2 separate regions of the Sus scrofa genome follow, and region 1 is linked to region 2. The links are chromatin contacts, called in public Hi-C maps. All regions are on one chromosome and are shown on one strand. Each heading gives the region's core, a stretch centred on a gene start, on an enhancer-like site or on the middle of the called end of the contact. The rest is flanking DNA. Distances are from core to core; before and after follow the strand shown. Region 1 overlaps AKAP13 (A-kinase anchor protein 13). Region 2 overlaps AKAP13 (A-kinase anchor protein 13).

What was found. A called contact is a pair of places that touch in the nucleus more often than the background predicts.
Region 1: a Hi-C map of liver shows a contact between it and region 2, with 7 times the contacts expected there. The contact joins two enhancer-like sites. A contact is called at or near these places in 1 of 47 Hi-C or Micro-C datasets (liver) and 1 of 2 datasets of contacts at active chromatin or transcription factors (alveolar macrophages).

What each region holds. Positions count from the first base shown.
Region 1 is chr7:88,181,508-88,187,911 of Sscrofa11.1, reverse strand. AKAP13 (A-kinase anchor protein 13) reads right to left here. Exons shown (of 38, transcript XM_021099912.1): 19 at 887-954. Among named protein-coding and RNA genes, the nearest start is that of KLHL25, 110 kb to the left of the region's middle. Within about 2 kb of position 1,376, at least 28 of the 83 cell types and tissues checked have an H3K27ac peak or open chromatin away from gene starts, as enhancers often do. A contact at or near this core is called in alveolar macrophages and liver, where this site is marked.
Region 2 is chr7:88,046,637-88,053,204 of Sscrofa11.1, reverse strand. The region is part of intron 5 of AKAP13 (A-kinase anchor protein 13); the gene reads right to left. Among named protein-coding and RNA genes, the nearest start is that of AKAP13, 160 kb to the right of the region's middle. Within about 2 kb of position 1,729, at least 7 of the 83 cell types and tissues checked have an H3K27ac peak or open chromatin away from gene starts, as enhancers often do. A contact at or near this core is called in alveolar macrophages and liver, where this site is marked.

The sequences.
Region 1 (6,404 bases), core at 127-2,626, 140 kb before region 2:
GTCCATGGGCCAAATGAGGTCCAGGTATAGAAGTCTGTCATCTTTACACTAGTTCAATACTTCTCTAAGCATCATCAGCATCAGCATCATCTAGGAATTTCACCCCTACCCAGAATCTGAACCTCTGGATGTGGGGCCCAGTGTCATTTTCTAACAAGTGTCCATGGTGATTCTGATGCACATTCAAGTTTGAGACCACTGCACTAGAGAAATGCATTTGGTTACTGGTGAAGCACACAGTATGCTGAGCATCTATACAGACACAGCTGGAGACTACTCTTCTGACAAGGAACAAAATGACATTTATGAGTAACTACAATGCTGAAAACCACAGAGGCCATCTAAATGTCCATCTGCCCCTACTCCCACACTCTTTAAGGGCCTCTTGACATGCAGTGCATGTTACCACATGGCCTGCATACTCAGAGCACGTACACCATACACTCCCCACTCTTGTCATGTGATCAGAGCCATCCACAGGAACCTGCGGAGTAAAGTGGTGCCTGACAGGCTCCTTTACCCTTGACACTCCCCAGACCACCAGCCTGCCAGAGCCCCCCAATTTCCACCTGCTGCCCACACAGTCCTCGAGGAGGAAGCCAGGCTCCTAATAACAGAGCAGGTGTGCAGACATGGTTGAGAAGAAAGCCACTTCAACAGTGACACAGATTAACATCACAGAGAAATGTGTACATTATTAATGTGGAGAAATTCTCAAAGTATTTTACCTTCCAAAAGCTGCAAATTCCCATATGTGTTCATCAAGAAAAGAAAAGTCATTTTTGGTTATTTTGGTCTCAAATGGCACCAAATAATTAAACAAAAACTACAACCTCGAGTTACCCCAGGTCTGAGGATTTTATTGGTTTAGCCAGAAATGTCTTACCTTCATTTTGACCTTTGCACAGGAGGTGAGACTTTCTCGACAGCCTTTATGGACAAAAGCACTGCAATCTGAAAGGAGGGCAAAATCCATGGTGACATTAATACCCAGCAAACAGATCCCAGAGTCTGATCTTCCCCCGCCACAGCAACCTTTGGACTTCCAGGTGAAGCCACTTGCATGTGTGAATGTGACTAACTGAAATTACAGTCTGAGGCCTCTTTCAGGAAGCAGGCATGAGATGTCATTTGGAGGAGAAACAGAGCAGATGTGATTTCCGATTAATGAAAACTAGACATCTGGAACTTCTTGGGCAGGAAGCTGAAAGGCTACCAAAACTAAAAGTGAAAGTGTTTGTCATCGGTAGATAAGTCTAAGGCACAAATAATACACAAATGATAAGTATTTATACATACACATATGGGCACTGACATATATACACAATAACAACATCCACCTTAAAAGGGGTTGTGAAATTTGTATGACTCTGTCAAAAGTAGAGTATGATTATGAAAATCTGCCTGTTTATGTAGTTCAACTTGGGATCCTAACTACTCTGAGCTTTTTGCAACTCAGCACCCTGAGTCAAGAGCCTCTGAAGAAATATCATCAGAACTACCCCAAAGCACCTCTGGGAACCCTGAGTCAAGAGAAAGTGGGAGACTTCCTGAAAGATGAAGCAGAGATTTCCCCAAAAGATGAAGCAGAGTCCACAATACACCAAGGACACAATTTTTATCTCAACTCTATTTCTCATTTCTTGGTCCACAAGGGCCACTGATGTAAAAGCCCAGCCCTCTGTGCCTCCAAAGGGCTGTGGTCAGCTCATACTGCTGCTATGATGTCATAAAACAACTATGTCAGGAGGCCAGAGGTGAAGAAGAAACAAATAAAAGAGCTGCCTGTGGGGACACCCCATGAAAGAGCGCCTCCAGGGAAAGGCTCCCTGAGAAAATCGGACAGACACCATCCACACAACACTTCACACGTTGATTCAGGAAGCACCACAGGCCCTGCCTATGGCGACCCACTAATCATGAGCCACAATGCTCTGCTGGCTCAGAGGTATGGGCTACAGGATACTAGAATGGAGACTGCCAGAACCCTAGACCCCAAAGCTTTTTTTCCCATTCCTTCCTCAATGCTTACTTGGTTCACAGGTCTTTTCCTAACACACCAGTTACAATGGGTTGGGTCATCTTTCGGTTTTCTCCTCCACTGGGTGCTCCTCCAGGGTAGGGTCCCTTTACCTACTGCTGAATCTTCAATGACATCTCCAGCACAGGGCCTGGCTCATGCCACCTATTCAAATGTCTGTTTTAGATCTTATGTCTATTTAATCCAAAAGACAAGCACCCTGACACAACCTTGATTACAGTATATCAAATACCAACTTATTAACACTAAAGGAGAACGAGAATAACAGCTGTCACAATAAATGAGATTTAGGTCCTGGCTCTCTTAACTAGTTAATGTGACTCTATGCAAGTTCCTTCTCTACAGGCCTCAGTTCTCTCATCCATAAAATGAAAGCAAGGACCACATTTCTCCACAGGCTCCCTTCCTCTGTGATTCTACAAGACTCCTTCCTTATGCTTCATCTCCTGAAGAAAGATACTTTTTTGAAGTAAATCCACTGGATTGTTCTATAAGGTTCATGTTGCAGAAGAGTTTTCAATTTCTTAGTCATATAAATTATCACTAGGACAGACCATCCTTCAGGGCATGGTTAGAGAGGGACTAAGTAATCAATAGGCCAACTGGAGGGATCCTGGCTAATGCTATTGCCATAAAAGTGGCGATCAGGAGCAATTCCACTTTTGTCTGGAAGTGGGGCGGAGTGAAACTATTCTGGGCCTTGGTCTTTCACTCCCACTCCTGGGCATATCAGGGTTCCTCTCTTGCCAACATCACTGTCTGGTCATTTTCCTGATATTAATCAATCAGAAGAGACATCCAAGTTCATTTACCAATAGCAGCATGAGAGACTCTCCTGGGAAAAGCTCATTCAGGGAATCTCAAGAGGAAAAAACCTGGAAGGTGTTATCTCAGTCACAACTCTATTCTTGCTCCCACTGTTTTCCTCTCCAGGAGTACACGGTAAGGGAGTTACATGGATGCTAGGCTCCTTGTAATTTCCACCGTTTGTGATCATGACCGTTTCCATATAAGTCGTGAAACTATTCTAGAAGCCAGCAGTTATGAAAAGGTTATATATCACTGAATGTTAATGCCAGAGTTTCTCACCAACATCCCTTTCTGGGCACTAGGAAGCCTTGCAGAAAGAGACCCTTGAGGAGTGACTCATTCTAATCAGCAAAGGGGAACATTTTGAGGATATTTTTCTTAAGAACCAGAAACCACTGGACCTCATTAATTTGTCTAGTTCTCTGCTACTTGGAAATAAGGATAAAATTTGACAAAGAAATCGTCTTAACTGCTCAAGAGGAAAAAAGCAGAATTGCAATTTGCAAACAGAAACCCACATGACTCTTGAAACCACACCACCTACCCCCAAACTCAATGCCTTTATGCCCTTCCGCACATAATGCAACAGAACTCATGTTCCAGGGTCTAGACTCTAGTGAACTAGAGACTAAAGACTTTAAGCCACACTAACCAACAGTCTTCCGGAAAGAGTCAAGGAGGCTGAAGCATTTGTCCTTAATGATTTGTATTACAACTTTTTTGCCTTTCATTCCCAGAAACTCTTTAATGGCTTCCCTTCATCTTTAGTATCAAGCTCCAACTTCTCACTAGCTTCATGTGGCCTGTCAGGTATTGCGTATGTTTCTAACCCCTTGCCATGTTCTGTCACACCTCCAGCTCTGAACACGCCGCTGCCTGCACCTGAGCCCTTCCCTCTCTGCCCTCCTTGACTGGGCTGGCAGACTCGGCTCTATGATGTCTTCTCTGACTCCCTACCTCTGCACTTCTGGTATCCCATGCCTGCCTCCATCACGATACTCTACTGAAATGGCCACACTCTTCCTCTGGACAGAAAATTACTGGAGGGAATCTAATTTGTCTTTTTAAACTTTACATCTCTATTTCCAGCCTCAGGCCCATAATAGTCACTAAATGTCTAAAGAATAGAGAGGGGTGAACAGGGCAGTTCCAAGCTGCTGGACCCACAGCAAGAAGCATAACAAAGTCGTTGAGGCCACATCTGTATTCATTTTCTAGTAAGAGAGAATGTGCTTCCCCATCGCACCACTATCCTTACTAAGGATACGTGCCTCTCCTCCCCTCCCCTGCTACACTAATGCCTGGGACCACGTATCAGTCTTGTTTATCCATCGCCTCTTTCTCATGCACAGGTTTCTCACCTCCCCCCCCCCCCTTTTTTTGGTCTTTTTGGTTTTTTTAGGGCTGCACTTGAGGCATATGAAGGTTCCCAGGCTAGGGGTCCAATCAGAGCTGTAGCCACTGGCCTATGTCTCAGCCACAGCAATGCAGGATCCGAGCTACGTCTGTGACCTACACCACAGCTCACAGCAACGCTGGATCCTTAACCCACTGAGCAAGGCCAGGGATCGAACCCTTATCCTCATGGATGCTAGTTGGGTTCATTAACCGCTGGGCCATGACAGGAACTCTCCCTCCCCTTCTTTTCCCTCTGTCTTTCACATACATTGTCTTTAATCCCTTTAAATACACCCCTTTAATCACCTTCTCTCAGAACCTGCTTAGGTACCTTTAGGAGAACCTCTGGTTTCACTCCATTTTACTTAAACAAAATACTCTTTGAAACACAGGCAATATAAGTAGATGAGGAAAACTAATGAGCTCATATCAAGGACAAAGAAAACCACACATTTTGAAATGGAATTAACCGTAGTACCACACCCAATAACACTATCTCAGGAATGTTTAAAACTCTTCATTAAACAGTAAGAAACAGATAAGAACCCAACAGAAAAGTGGTACAAAGACCATGAACAGGCAACTCACAAAACACACAATATGGTGCTCAACCACCCTAGAAATTAGAGAAATGCAAACTGATACCAACCAGAATGGCCAAAATAAAAGCCTGCCAGTTCTAGGTGCTGGAGAGGATATGGTGGCACAGCAGCTCTCATCATCTGCTGATGAATCTAGAAACTGGCACCTTCACTTTGGAGAGTAATTTGGTAACACCTTGATGAAGCTGAAAATGTTCTCACTTCAAGAATTAGTAATTTCTTGGTATATAGCTTGGTGATTCAAGTACATAAGGATGTTCCCTGTGGTACTGTTTGTAACTCACAAAAGTGGAAAATAGCCCAAATGACTTAGCAGTGGAACAGTTTTGATACATTCCTAAAATGAAACACTATAAAAGAGAAGTCAGTAACCTGGACGAATCTGTTTCAATATCCTGCCTGAATCCCCCAAATACGACGTTGAGGAGAATAAAGTAAGTTATAGAATGAGATATACTCTATGGTACCACTTATGTAAACTAAAATAACCTGTTTATATATGAGATAGTTATAAAACACAGGCTACATATACACTGAATGCATGACAGTGTTTTTCTTGGGGAGGAAGGAAGAGGAAGGGATTACAAAGGGAAACGGGAATTCAAACTTAACTATAATGGTTTATTTCTTCAAAACTGAAAAAATCTACAGCAATATGACAAAATGTTAGTCATTTTTTTGTTTTGAATAATGGGTACCTAAGTGGTGGTTATATATTATCCATGTACTACTTTGTATTAGTATGTTCTTTTTAAAACTAGATCCTAATTCCTTCAAAGTTCTTTGGATTTCCTTATCCTTAATCGATTAATCACATTTGTGATAAATTTAAAACAATTTTCAATTAGATTTTATGTCTTATATTCCAGTTACAAAAGAGCATTTTTCTCCTTTGCTGTAAGGAAAATCAACATTTTAGACAGCAATGGGTAACACAGTGTGGATGTGGATTTCCTAGAGAACTTGCACGAATTCTGATCTACAAAAGTGACCAACTATAGACAGAACTTGTTTCCAAGTTGCATTCTTCCTGTTTCTTTCCTCCCCATCATTCCACCATGCTACAGAGAATTAAGCAATGGCAATTTCTGAGGGAAAGTTGCCATCACTTTTAAACAGACTCTAGCAGTATTCAAGTTCTCAGGCCAGTGTTTGAGATTTAAAAGACAACTCTAATTGATGAATCATAAAAGCAGAACTAATATTTAAAATGTACTTCTGGTAAACAACTTTTCACACAAATCCACTTCTTCAGTTAACTGACACATGGCCCCAAACCCACACAACCCAGCTGAGATTTTAATATATTCTATGACATGATCACAAGTCTTAGAGATAAATAGTCTACATGGACGTCTGCTTAACATACTCAAGTACCTACCTGAAAAACACACAACTTGTTACCAAGCTGTCCTGGACTCAGTTCATGGCAATAGTTTTAGTGGTGTGCATGGGCGATTTAGAAGCTTTGGCCCCACTAACATCAGCCATGAGGTTAAAACCTCTGTTGAAAACAGACAATTACCAAGAACACATGGACCAAAGACAAATCT
Region 2 (6,568 bases), core at 480-2,979:
TACTTGTTTTCAAATGTTCATACAGGAATTTTTCTATTACCAAATAAATCGCTTCCAAAAGTCCATCAAAAAAGATAACACTACAGATGAGATGCATTGTTACAAAGGCATTCTACCTGGAATTTGGTCTTCTCTATCATATTTCAAGATATATTTCAAGATATCTTTTTAAAAAATTTTTTCAAAAAATTAATGGTCTAGGTTACTTTTTTCATTTAAACAACAAATATTCATGCAGTATCTATTATATTCCGAGGTGGGAGAAATATATTACTGAATAAATAAGACAGCTAAGGTTGCTACTCTAACAGAGCTTATAGTATGAAGGGGTATGAACACCATTCGAGGTAAGCGCTTCAAAGGAAATAAAACAAGGTGCTTACGGCAGAGAATTCCTTGGAGTGGAGGAGATAGTGGCTTCTGTAGACAGGTGTCAGGAAAATCTCAGAGGAGATATGACAACTGTTCTGAATCATATAAAAGAGCTAGCATGTGGAGCTACTAGGACAGAATGTATCAGGCTATGAGTACAGCAAAGGCACAGAACCTGAGGTAGCAACCAGCTGGCTGGTGTGGCTAGGGCCAGTGTAGCTGTGCACAGAAAGCAACAGAAATAAAGAGATAAAGGGAACGTTATGCAATGAGGTCTGAGAGTTGCAGAGTTCAGGTCTCACAGAGCTTTGCAGATCACGTAGGAACTAGGATTGTATTCTTAGTGGGGTGAAAACATACTAGAAAGAAGGCAGCAAAGGGGAAAAAAACAAAAGAATGAAACTAATGAGTAGAACGGCACCAGGTGAGTATTACTTTTAATCCTCACAACCACTTTGAGGCATGGGCCAGTATATTTTTATTTTTCATGTGAGGAAACTGAGGCTTAAGGAGTAAACTGCCCCATTCACAGCTAACAAGTGAAAAGGCCAGAATTTGTACCTAGATCTAATTTCAAAACTCTGCACATCTTTATGCTACCAACAGTAATGATTATCCTCTAACAGTTTCAAACTATAAGCACACATTCAAATTATGCAACTGTAAGTCTGATATATAATATTTATCAGAAGCTAATCCTGTTATCATACATTTTAAATAGTATCCACAGCAAGTTTTTAACTGTAGAAAAACACAAATTGAGTGGCTATTCCTCAGAGAGGGAGTTACAGCATCCAAAGTGAGTATTCACGGCTGACGCCAAACCTCAAAGTTTATGTATGTGGTACAACAAAATTCAGTAAGCCCAGGGTGGACTTCAACTAATTTCCCAGCGTTTCAGCTGTTATGCAACAATCAACAGCCAATCAACCTCTGTTTTCTTACCTAGTCTAGTATGTTGCAACTTAAGAAAAGCTCAATTTGATACTAACATACATGTAAAACCCTGTCAAATCAACTGCAGGGGAAAACAATTTTCCAGTAGTAACGACACTAGTCGTTCAGGAGGAAGCTCAAAGATATGCCTTGTTGAGATATAGTAAAAAGCCAGATCAAACGGCAGAGAAGAAACAATCAAGGTCAAGAATGCAGCTGTTCAGAAGCTGATACTCACTTACGGCTGCCCAAGCACCATGAATATCGTAAGCCCATCCTATCTGGGTCCTGGCTTTAAGAGCAGAGAAAAACCACCAGGTCAGCCCTCCCAAAAGGCATGTTTTGCTGAGTCTACTTCTGACAGGAACTGTAGCACCTAGTTCCTTATTTAAGGGTTACTGCAATGTCTTCCATGAAACCACGTCACCCTAACAGTGCCAAACCTCAAGGAGTTCTACAAAATCAACCACAACTCCACTGAGATGGAGTGGGAGAGCCTAAATGCCAGAAAGGGGGAGGGGGAGGGAGAAGGGAAAGGAAGAGAGGGAAGGAGAAGGTAGGAGAGAGAGGGGATTCACTGATTCACCTTAAAATGAATAGGAAGCTATTATTACCTTAGGTGCTTGTAGGGAACTCATTGCTAGACTAGTTATGCATTCACACACATGCAGATTCACTAGAGAAAATTTTAGCACTGATGCTCTCAGTTTTTGTCTTCCTTTTTTGACATAGTACTGAGACTCTTCCCTTAACAGCTAGAATGGCAATAGTACAATGCAAAGAAGGAAGATAAATTGAGCAACTACTATGTTTGGTACAAATTCTATGTTGTTAAATGATTAAAAACAAAATTCTTATAGGGCAATGTTTAGAATGTGAGCTGGAACGTCAGGCAGACTTGGTTTGATTCCTTACTCTGACATTACCACCTGTGGGATCTTGGGCTATTTATTTAAATTTCTCTGCAGCTCAATTTCCTTATCTGTAAAGTGGGAGTACTAGGTTCACTGTAAGATTAAGTGAACCTGAACGCAAAGTGTTAACATAGTGTTTGGCTCTTCCAAAGTCCTCAGTAAGTTGTATGTATATGCAACACCAGGGCTGGTGTAATTCTAGTGAGCAAAACAGAAGGTAGTTTCTGAGTAGGAGATATTTTAAAAAGGGGGGGAGGCACAGGGACCTTGTTTGTGGGGTAACTGTCAGATGATTCCCTCAAATCACCCTCCCACTAGAAGAAAGCAGGGCTCTAATGCCCTGCTGTTTCAAGGGAGAGTATTACTGCTGCAGATGAGTCTGACCAGGAAAAAAATACATCAGAAACTGGATGGTCGTGCAAAGGGACGTCATACTCATATAAAGCTGAGTAATCATCTTATTTCCACTGAATCTTCATTCCTAGCTCTCCAAATAAAGGGATGTCCCTAAGTCCCTAAGAACTTTACAAGAATGCTCTCTTTTAACCCTAACAGACCTATGAGGTACATGCTGTCATTTCGCATTTTACAGATGAGGAAACCAAGACTCAAAGATGATAAACAGTAGGGATGCACTCAAGTTCAACTTTGCCATTTTTAAGGCCAAACAGTTGAATGCCTACTGAACGTTTATGTGGTCAAGGATCAAGTACACAATTTAAAGTACAAATCTCCTTAAACGCTTTTGATGCGAAAATTCTGAAGGCCAGTTAAAGCAAAAATGCGTACTTACTGTAAGATTAAATAAAACACTACAACAATTAGTGATTGTGAAAACTGTTAATGCTATGGACAATACAAGAGTCTTTCAAATGATTAAATTAATAAAGAACTAGCTTGACAATTAATATGAATAAAGAGATAGAGTGCACTGGCTAGATAACTCTAGGAATATTATTTTACTTTTCTGAGCCACAACTATTTATGAAAATTTAACACGAGAAAGAATTATAGATATTAGATTATATAAAAACTCTTAATTCTGATTAACTTTTTATCATTCATAATGTTAAATAAACATTCACTATAAAAATTTTCTTTGTCTTTTCAGGGCCACACCCATGGCATATGAAGGTTCCCAGGCTAGGCGTCAACTTAGAGCTGTAGCCACTGGTCTACGCCACAGCCACAGCCACGTCAAATCCGAGCCACGTCCGAGACCTACACCACAGCTCATAGCAACACCAGATCCTTAAGCCACTGAGGGAGGCCAGGGATCAAATCCACAAGCTATGGTTCCCAGTCGGATTCACTGCCACTGCACCACAACAGGAACTCCAATTTTTTAAATTGTACATATCTCATTCAAGTCATGTGTCTTTCAAGGGAGAGTTCTATTACTCACATTAGAGAAAAAAAAAAGTACCACCACCTCCAAATTTTTCAAGAACTAAAAATGGCCAAAACCATGTATAACAAGTATGACAAATTATCCTCAATCCAGATATAAATATAAATATATGAAGAAATATATTAGAAAAAATGAGATATCTCAAACACATTTCATTTTTGCTAGTCAAATGTCAAAGACAATAGACTTTGCTAAGAATATGTCAAGAATATAACTATATATACCTGTACCTCAGTATCCTCAGAGGACTGGTTCCAAGAGCCCCCCACGAATACCTAAATCTGCGGATGTTCAAGTTCTTTATATAAAATGGTGTGTTGTGTAGTTGTAAGTGTATGTAGACAGAAAACATTTAAACAAAACCTAGTCCAAAAGATTGTTTTACTGTGCTAACAAATTTCAGCAGCTAAAGTACCTTCAAAATTCACTAAATCAAGAATCCTAATAAGAGTTCCTTGTGGTACAGTGGGTTAAGGATCCAGTGTTGTCACCGCAGTGGTTCAAGTCACTACTACAGCATGGGTTCAATCCCTGGCCCAGGAACTTCCACACGCCTCAGGCACAGTCAAAATAAAAAAGAATCCTAAGCACAAAATTCCTTTTAGAAAACATATTCTGGAAAAACTTCCTAAATTATAATTTTCTATAGCACACACCTGGTTTGAGATAATGTACCAGGAGAAAGTCAGTATTCTGTTTCATGAATTAAGAGCAATCTAGAAGATGGTAATGTTGAGAAAGGACTGTTCTTTCACTATCAGGTCAAACTTAAAACTATTAAATTTTAATAAAGATGTGAATTAAATTTTATACTATTTCCTATGTATTCTTATTTGACACAACTTCATTCTACACTGGTAATATTCTGCTTTGGCCCAGTGACTTTAGTCAAAATGTTTATTTAACATGCCTTATTTTTTCCTTGCTTAAAAATCATGTTCATTTCTGTTAAAAATAAATGGAGGTAAAAATTTCAAGTTATTCTTTCTACTGGTATGCTTTAATGAATCTTAAAAACTGATCAAATGAAAGTAGACAGTATGAGAAAAAGAATATATATATATATATTTGTATGACTGGGTCACTGCTGTACAGCAGAAACTGACAACACTAAATCAATTATACTTTAATAAAAACAAAATAAAATAAAAAAGTAATGTGTGTGGTTATTAAAGGTTTGTATTTTTTAGAGAGCAGAAGGTTTCAAAGGATCCTTCTTTTTCCCACATATGCCTATCAAGTCCTATGCTCCGGGTTTGTTTTCTTCCACCTGGGTCTACACTGAAGTCGGAAATGCTTTCAAAATCACATTCTGTTGCCATAGAGAATTTGTTACCACAGGTTAAGCTATGTAACTTTATAACTCTTTAAAGAAACTCTCCCAGGCTTAAATGTTACACACCAAGAACAAACATAGGCTGGGGCTATTTGCTGCATACAGCAGAGAGGAAAAAGTAGGAACCACAAGACATATGGAACAGCTTATGTTATTCCATCCAACTTCTAATACCCATTTTTCTTCTTATAAAGTCCAAGGAAGGATAAAAAAAGTCCATGGGTTTTGGATTTGCAACCTGGTTTAAACTAATGCTCCATTATTTACCAGCTGTGGTGATCACCTTGTGAAATGAGGATAATGTGCCCACATCCAAAAGGGTTTGAGAAAGGAGAAAATATACCCCTAACAGAAATACAATCAACAGTAACTAGTGTTAATACAAACATTATATAAATATGAATACAAACATTATCCTCAGAAAGTGCATTTCACAATTTTCCAACAGGTTGCCAGGTAGGGTAATCCTAAGATTAGCAGTTAAATGACTTTTAAAAACAAAACAAAAAAACCCAAAAAACTATGCAATGTCACAATTCTTAAAATGCTTCAGTTGAGGAGTTCCCGTCGTGGTCAGTGGTTAATGAATCCGACTAGGAACCATGAGGTTGTGGGTTCGATTTCTGGCCTGGCTTAGTGGGTTAAGGATCCAGCATTGCCGTGAGCTGTGGTATAGGTTGCAGATGTGTCTCTGATCCTGCATTGCTGGGGCTCTGGTGTAGGCTGGCAGCCATAGCTCCGATTCGACCCCTAGCCTGGAAACCTCCATATGCTGCAGGAGCGGCCCAAGAAATGGCAAAAAGACAAAAAAAAAAAAAAAAAAAAAGCTTCAGTTGAAAATTTAGCAAAAGAAAAAAAAACAATCACTGAAAATCAGAACTATATGAGTCATTGTCGATGTTACTCAACATACCTCCTCACAAAACTCCATGGGAGTTTAAAAACCTAAGGACAGGCTTGTGAATAATGGCAACTTACTAATTATATGGCCTTTGGCAATCTATTTAACCTCTCTGGGTCTGTTTTTCCATCTGTAGAAACACACTAACTGTATTTACATCTTAGACTTTTGCTGAGAGGTTTGAAATAAGAACACAAGTAAAACACCAATGCAGCTGATATTCAATATTCAGTAAGTGTTAGTACCCTTTCCCCTCTTTTTAGTTTCCACTCAGTACTACCACCTTATCTTCACTAAAACATGAAAAACCAGATAACACAGTGAGAAAGGAGGATGGGTGAATGGATAAATAGATGTATGGATGAATGGGTAGACGGATAGGACTTAGGCCAGAGAAACGTAAACGTGTAAAAAAATATATTTTTTCTCTCTGGCTATTATTTTGAAGGTAAGTTTGTATATTTGCTTCATCTTTTCCCCTCCTAAGCAAAAGCAAAGGCTCCAAATTTGTTTTGCACCAGATGGGCAACTGAGGACCCACTCATCAAGCACTTGAAGAGGACCCTAAAAAGGCAGTCACTATGTTAACAGAATCTTGCTCAACAGGACTGAGTTCCATTGTGAAATATGTACACTCAAGTACTAAAGACTCTACCACCTGACCCTGAACCCAGGTTTCAAGTGCAAACGTGTCAAAA